Regions from separate parts of the Rattus norvegicus genome. Here region 2 is linked to region 1. Evidence: chromatin contacts called from public Hi-C data. All regions are on one chromosome and are shown on one strand. The core of a region is the stretch at or near the end of the contact, and the rest is flanking DNA. Distances in the headings are between cores, read along the strand shown.

Evidence for each region. A called contact is a pair of places that touch in the nucleus more often than the background predicts.
Region 2: a contact with region 1 is called in a Hi-C map of the A7r5 cell line, with 2.9 times the contacts expected there. The contact joins two enhancer-like sites. A contact is called at or near these places in 2 of 12 Hi-C or Micro-C datasets (the A7r5 cell line and mammary epithelial cells).

Annotation. Positions count from the first base shown.
Region 1 is chr13:74,662,255-74,665,589 of GRCr8, forward strand. Tnr (tenascin R) reads left to right here. Exons shown (of 21, transcript NM_013045.2): 10 at 1-85; 11 at 1,209-1,328; 12 at 2,248-2,394. Among named protein-coding and RNA genes, the nearest start is that of Tnr, 39 kb to the left of the region's middle. Within about 2 kb of position 1,752, at least 25 of the 93 cell types and tissues checked have an H3K27ac peak or open chromatin away from gene starts, as enhancers often do. A contact at or near this core is called in the A7r5 cell line, where this site is marked.
Region 2 is chr13:74,851,356-74,854,988 of GRCr8, forward strand. It overlaps Tnn (tenascin N), which reads right to left. Exons shown (of 22, transcript NM_001107189.2): 22 at 1,231-2,333. The coding sequence ends at 2,193. Among named protein-coding and RNA genes, the nearest start is that of Kiaa0040, 45 kb to the left of the region's middle. Within about 2 kb of position 1,571, at least 3 of the 93 cell types and tissues checked have an H3K27ac peak or open chromatin away from gene starts, as enhancers often do. A contact at or near this core is called in the A7r5 cell line, where this site is marked.

The sequences.
Region 1 (3,335 bases), core at 502-3,001:
CAGCCAGCCACTGAATATATAGTGAATCTCGTAGCTGTCCATGGGACAGTAACCTCTGAACCCATAGTGGGTTCTATCACTACAGGTGAGGCTGGAGAGGTTGAAGAGGGTTCTCACTTCAGCCTTTGAAAAGCCAATGCAATCTAAAAAAGGAAGCATTCAATAAACAGCAGACTGAGTCTGTGGCTAATAGACTTCTGTGAGTTACTTTGAAGCAGGTACTTCTTCCAGCCCTGCATAAGAGACATAGGATGAGAAACTCCCATTTGAAAAGTAGGAAAGGCCCAATGCTCTGCAGGCTCAAGTCTTGGATGTATTGGTCCTAGATTTACCAATCTAGGAAAATGCCCTGGAAAAAGCTTGTCTCTGAGGGAATCCTTCTAAGTAAAAAGGTGATGTTTCTATTCTAGAGAGCCATCTCTTGACTGCCTAATAAATGATTCTTCCTCAGAATTAACAGAGAGCTAGCATGTAACCATGTAGTAACCTGACATTCAGAGACAGGAGCTGATTTGCACTGTTTGGAAGACTTAGAACTCCTAGATGAGTTGGGTCATTTCCATTTGGTCATTTGCAAATGCAATGCCAAAATGACATATTTGTACATAAAAACACGTATGATTAGATAGTTCCCTCCATACTGACAAGAACTCACAAATTGGAAAAGTATGTTAGTCTGCTAGTGCAACCCCACAGTTTAAGTGCACCATAAATATGCACCATAAATAAAATATAACTTAGGAAAGTATATTTGTTTAGGATTTGTGCTCTAAACTCTCTCTACAGTTAATAGGCAATTTTTCCAAACTGAGCCAAAAGTAGATGATAAAAACTAAGAGAGAGTAGCAGAGTTGACTTTTTCCAGGAGAAGTTTCCCTTCGAGAAGATAATTATGTGATTCTCTATTTGAAATAAAACACATGAACTTAACAGGAAATTTCTAGTTGGTCTACATAAGTAGTAGTTGCTGCACAGAAACACAGATCTTGCCAGTTTAGCTTCCTGTTGTTAGGACATTCATGACTGGCTTTAGCTATAGCTACAATGTTACAAGTGTGACATCACACTGTCATTTAGGGATGCCCAGTTAGTTGTGTAGGGTTATGCCTGCCTGAGGGATATTAGTGGATCAACACAAATCTAGGAATAGATATTCCATTTTCAAACTGTGCTTCTGTCTTTTCCCCACAACTCCCTGATCTTTGTAGGAATTGATCCTCCCAAAAACATCACAATTAGCAACGTGACTAAGGACTCCCTGACAGTTTCCTGGAGCCCTCCTGTTGCGCCTTTTGATTACTACCGAGTATCCTATCGACCCACCCAAGGTAATGATATGATCTTGTTTCTCAAACATAAATAAGGCTCGAAGTTGGTTAGAGATGATTATGGGGGCACAACCACAACCACATGGCATAGGCCCCCTCTGTAGCATAATCCCTCAAAATGAGAGTGTATTGATGAAGAAAAACCGAGAAACCATGAGCTCACCAACTCCTCTCAAAATAGGCTTGATTATCCCACCAAGAGAGCCAAACACTTTTACCACTGGAAATAACTGGACACCATTAGCTAGGCTACACAATGAAAAACAATGAATTCTAAACGACTTTATCAAGAGCCAGCACTACATGTACTATACAGAGCATAAAGTCTAAGACTAGAATCCAGGGTAAGGATAAAGACCTAGCAGAGCCAGATGGAGCCCTGGAGGGAACCGCAATGATGTGATCCTAATTCTACTATTGTCGCCAATGTATGAGTCAGAGAAACTGGCAGAGAGCTTGCCTGTATACTGCCAGTTCTTGCTGGTATATGAGGCATTGTTAACAAAGTGGAGGGAATGTTCACTTCCAGCCAGAGGTAGGACAGTTTCCAGGCTACCTTTCTCTGGGCTGCATAGGATACTTTTTGCAGCTCTGCTCACTCTGATATACTATACCCTGTCACTATACTGATATGCCCACCTCAGAGAAGACCAGTCTGATAGAAATCTACATAATAAATGGCTCATTTACTTTTGTTCCAAGAAGCCCATAAAATGAAAGAGTGAGGCCAGCATATAAGATCTATGTAAACCCCATAATTACCATCTTATGAATCATTTATCTGCCTTCCCTTCCCCATTGCATGCTGAGCCCACATCCATCTGTGCCTCATGACCCACTGTCCCAATGTACACGGAGCCATGGACCCGCTGATGAGAGAACTGTTGAACTTTTAATGATGGATTTTGTTCTTCCTCAGTGGGACGGCTGGACAGCTCTGTCGTGCCCAACACTGTGACAGAGTTCACAATCACCAGGCTCTATCCAGCTACTGAATATGAAATAAGCCTCAACAGTGTACGCGGCAGGGAGGAGAGTGAACGCATCTGCACCCTGGTGCACACAGGTAAACACACATGGCTCTTTTGTTGGGTGTCCAGTCAGGACATAAGCAGCGGGCTTGAAACAAACACCGGAAGCAGAGTGAAATCATTCCAGCTCATACAGCAGATACTGGCTCCAGGGCCTGAGACGACATTCCTTGGCTCCTCTGACTCACTGTCCTTCAGGACAAGTTGTGGTTTCTCTCCCTACAGACTGTTCTGTCTAATAATAGGAGCTTGGTGAGTCAGACTTGAGGAGAAGTCTTGCTGGTTCAGGTTAGGAATGTTCACGGAACTTCTACTATGAAGAATGCCCTTTCCAAGATGCATGATGGAGATAGATTCCACAGCAAACATTTGAACCATTGGATCTCTTTAAGATTGGGTGGGGGGAGAGAAACATCAGAGAAAAGTTGTTATTCCAGTTTCAGGAAACTAGGGGTAGGGTGAGATTATTCGTCATACATAACCATCCCATAGGTGTGTTGTCTTTGCTCCAAGGAAAAGACTCTAAGTTCTTCACCTGTATGAAGGCAGTAGAGGTGAGGGTGGCCCTTCTTAGCATCCCCAGAGGCTGTCAGGAACACTATATAATCCTTGTTCTCCTGTAGGCTGACTAAATGTCCTTTGTGTCCTCAAAAGGAGCTCCAGAGGAAGGGAGGTGGGGAAGAAAGATGAACTTTAATATGGGAAGTAGGAAAGAGAAATTCTTCTACCATGCCTTCTTCAGAAAAGGAGCTCTGGATAAACCCAAGGATAGGTCTCTCTTTCAGTAACTCCACTAGCCTTCCTTCTCTGGTCCTTAAGCAAGTACAGCACATAGAATTAGCAAAGATTTGCTCTAGATTCTGGTGGAAGGCACAGCCATCAGTTTCTATCGTTAACAGTGAGAACCTTCTAGTTAAACCATAGTTTCCACTACACATAGGAAAACATTTAGCCTGCCTCATTAAGAGAACACCTG
Region 2 (3,633 bases), core at 321-2,820, 190 kb after region 1:
GCGTGGTTATGGTGTCTCTTCACAGCAATAGAACACTGACCAAGACAATGTCTTAACAAGCGCACTTAGGAAGCCTGCTGAAAGCTGAGGGTGTTGCTACTGTAGGCAATCTCTCTGGCTCTGGGCTAGTGCTGGGATTGAATCCTTTGTCCGGTAAGCAGTTTCCTGCTAATAGATTTGACCTGATCACGATGATCCCAAGGACTCTTATCTGCAGAGATGAGGTCCATTTGTGCAAAGAAGTATAGAACAGGGAAGAAAGAATCTGAGGAGAAGATATGGAGCTAGAAGGTGCTACAGAAGGGGCCAAGACCGAGGAGGAAGTTACCTAGGGCTTATGCCCCCCCCAAAAAAGTGCCTTAAGACTGAGAGAATCTGTCTCTGAGAATCTCTCCCCTTCAGGAAAGTCTTTACAGTACCCATCTCTGCTGCCGTCGCCACCTCAGCAGCTCCTCTCAGCAGCAATCACTTCTTAAAGTTACAAACTTGTCGCTCATCAGTCTCCAACTATAGAGCTGATTCACTATTTACTGACCACCTCCACTCCTAGGCTAGAAGCATATTCTGTTTATTGTCAGCCTTTGCCTAGCATAGGTAGAACAAGGTATGAATCTGTTTATTTGGATAGGTTTGGCACTTAGAACAGAACCCAGTACATGATGAGATTTAAGCAGTAAATGTTGAATAAACAAGCGGATGAATAAAGGACAGCGTACAAGCTCTGTTAGCACCAGGACTGTTGTGACATGTCCTTTTGTTTCTCCAGTAGGCCACCACTTCCTAGATTCTTGAGTCAATGACAATGCGTATGCACTTTTTTTTTTTTTAAATGATTAGCCCCAATGCCGAGCGAGCTTCATCATCAGATCTGGCCATTGCTGTGGCCTTGCTGAATGTGTTTGCCTGGGTACGGGTGGGGATCCTGAAAACCTGAATGGTTAACACAAGTGGTTTCTGGTGTATGACTTGGCATGGACCCAGAGGTGAAGCCTGAGAAAGCTAAGCAACACACACACCCTAGACAAGACGGGAAAGTGCAGCTTCTAGAACACTTGCCCTCCTTCCCACTCCCACACTTCTACTGCATTCCAAATAACACTGGTTTCCATGTCTACTGTCACACAGGTAAGAGACCACAGCCAACCAAATTCCAGGGTAACGTTCAAATTATCACTTCAGTTGTACATAGTTTAAAATTCTAGGGGAGAAAATAACACAAGACATCTTTTTTTAAAATCAAATGTTTTATTTTTGTTTTCTTGAGTAGGAATTTAAGTTACTTCAATGGTCACTGACTTGGCTACAGAAAACCTTCCAAAATGATACCAAACACGAAAGAAGGGTGATATGAGGAAGCTTCCAGTGTGGAGAGCAGGGAAGGGAGGCTGGGGACTGACTGAAGTGGGGGGGGCGTGGAGGTGAGTCAGGGAAAGCTGAGGGTACCAGTTATTTAGAGAGATTGGCTATTTAAAGTTGAAATGACTGCAAATTTATTTACAACATATGCAGATCTATGGAAGAGATTATGCAAATGTCTAGAAAAGGGGCAGTTAAAAATAGCAATAAGACGGGAGCTTTGGTCTCCAGAATGCTAGAGACTAGTCAGAACTTAACTATGACTGCATCGTGGCCCCTTTGTGGTCTCTTCGTTCGTTCTTTAAACACAGGAAGTTTAAAAGGAGTAAGATTTATTCTTTCCCCTCAAAACCAGGAGAACCAGGAGACAACAAGCCTCAGCTTGCCTCAGCTCTGACCCCCGGGGGATCAGAACCTCACTCTGTTTTTTTTTTTCTTTAAAAAATCTATATCATCAGTCGCATACAGAGATCTCCACCAATTGCTAAAGACTTCCAATTGATATTGTTATCGATGTACTGGATCGATGCATTTGTCATTAAGTAAGGATGGGTTGAAAAACCTCGTGTTTCCAACACGGTGTCCTATCCATATGTATTGTTCAGTTACAACATTGTTGGCTTTCGGGGCCCTCAGTAGAGACGGGCAAACATGCAGATGACATGGAAGGAACCTCTAACGGTCTAAGCATGATGACATCATTAGCACTGTGTACCCAACAATCTAAGAAATTAGAGGCTCTGAGCATCCCTCAAACTTCAGCTCCCCCGTCACCACCACCCACCCTGTCCGCCCCAAGCCTCTCTTGTCTCCTGTGAAGACAGCTCAGATGGCCTTTAGAACACTCTTGCCTTCCCTCCTATGGACCGCTTCTTCCTGCCAGAGAAACGGTCTCTGCTGTAACCAAAGGGGCGGATTTTTAGCTCCACGTAAGGAATGGAGAACTCATGTCCTTTCCATGGCTCCCAGTTCACCCCCTGTAAAACAAACAAACAAACAACATCAAGAACCAGTATCTGGGAGAAGAGTAAGGTGGCTTATGGTAGGGGGGAATCCTAAAGAGCAAGAAACCACTCGCTCTCTGATAGAAGAGGAAAAAGAAGAGAAATTTCTACTAGTGATGGGTTATGAGCCAAAATAGGAGGGCCAGATCATGTACCCTCTCCTGGAATTTGACAAGCTGAGTGGACAGAGAAAGAAGCCTCCATGGTGGGAAGACGGACAGTGAGCCCAAGATGTAGGGGAGGCACAAGGGTGACAAGGGGGTCAACTTAGGCAGAGAGCCGCAAATCATTGCTGTACACTGTTCTTTTCCAAAAAAAAATAAAATAAAATAAAATAAAAGGAAAAAATAAACATATTAATTAGCCAATTGTGTAAAATCATTTTCAATTTAGGCTGTTTAGATATTAGCGCTGGGGTAACAAATGGCCTGCTGAAAACTAAATTTCATTTTATGTCTTTTGACTGGTGAGCACAATAATATTTAATTCACTTAATAACCTTGCAACCTGGCCAATAAAGAGCCCAAGTGACCAATTTTATGTATTTTAATTTGTGAGGTAAATAATAAACAAGAAGCTAAATGGTTTGCAGACCGAGAAAAGCACATTAACCAGATGAATGTCTTTTATTAGCAAATGCAGGGACAGTTTAGGGCATGCTGGCTGCTCATTTCAAATATTTGATCTCTGAGCACAAGCTCCCCTGGTCGGCCCACATGCTGCCACCATGATTCATTGGGCCAACCCTCCTCATTGCCCTAGGGGCAAATTTCTTCTACCCTTTGGAAAAAATAATCACTTAAGGATTGGGAGTTCTGGCTATGTGGTAAGAACAAAAGTAATAAGAATGTGCCTGGATTTAAGAAGTGCTAATATTTACAGAAATATTGGTATGTGTGAGTTCTGGGGACAGGTGGCTTCCTGAAGGCCAAGATCAGGACCTAAGATTGGAAATTAGAGACCCAAGGCAGGTGTATGGAAGACAGGAGATTGACCATGAATAGGAGAAAAGTGTAATTTTCAAGAAGCCAAGAGGGGTCACAGATGTCCTATAGCTGGCAAAGAGTCACTATGATATGCAAGGATCATGGCAGTCCATGAAAGTACAGACAGGAATGTTTGCAAGAGAGGACACCTCACACACACGGAGTCTTGAACATTGTCCTGACAGAGGGACAAGAATAGGGTACAGAAGACTCTTGGAGGCGTGGGTTAAAGTGGAGCCAAGGCTAAGTCTGACCTAAAACACAACCTGTTTACCTAGTGATCAAGG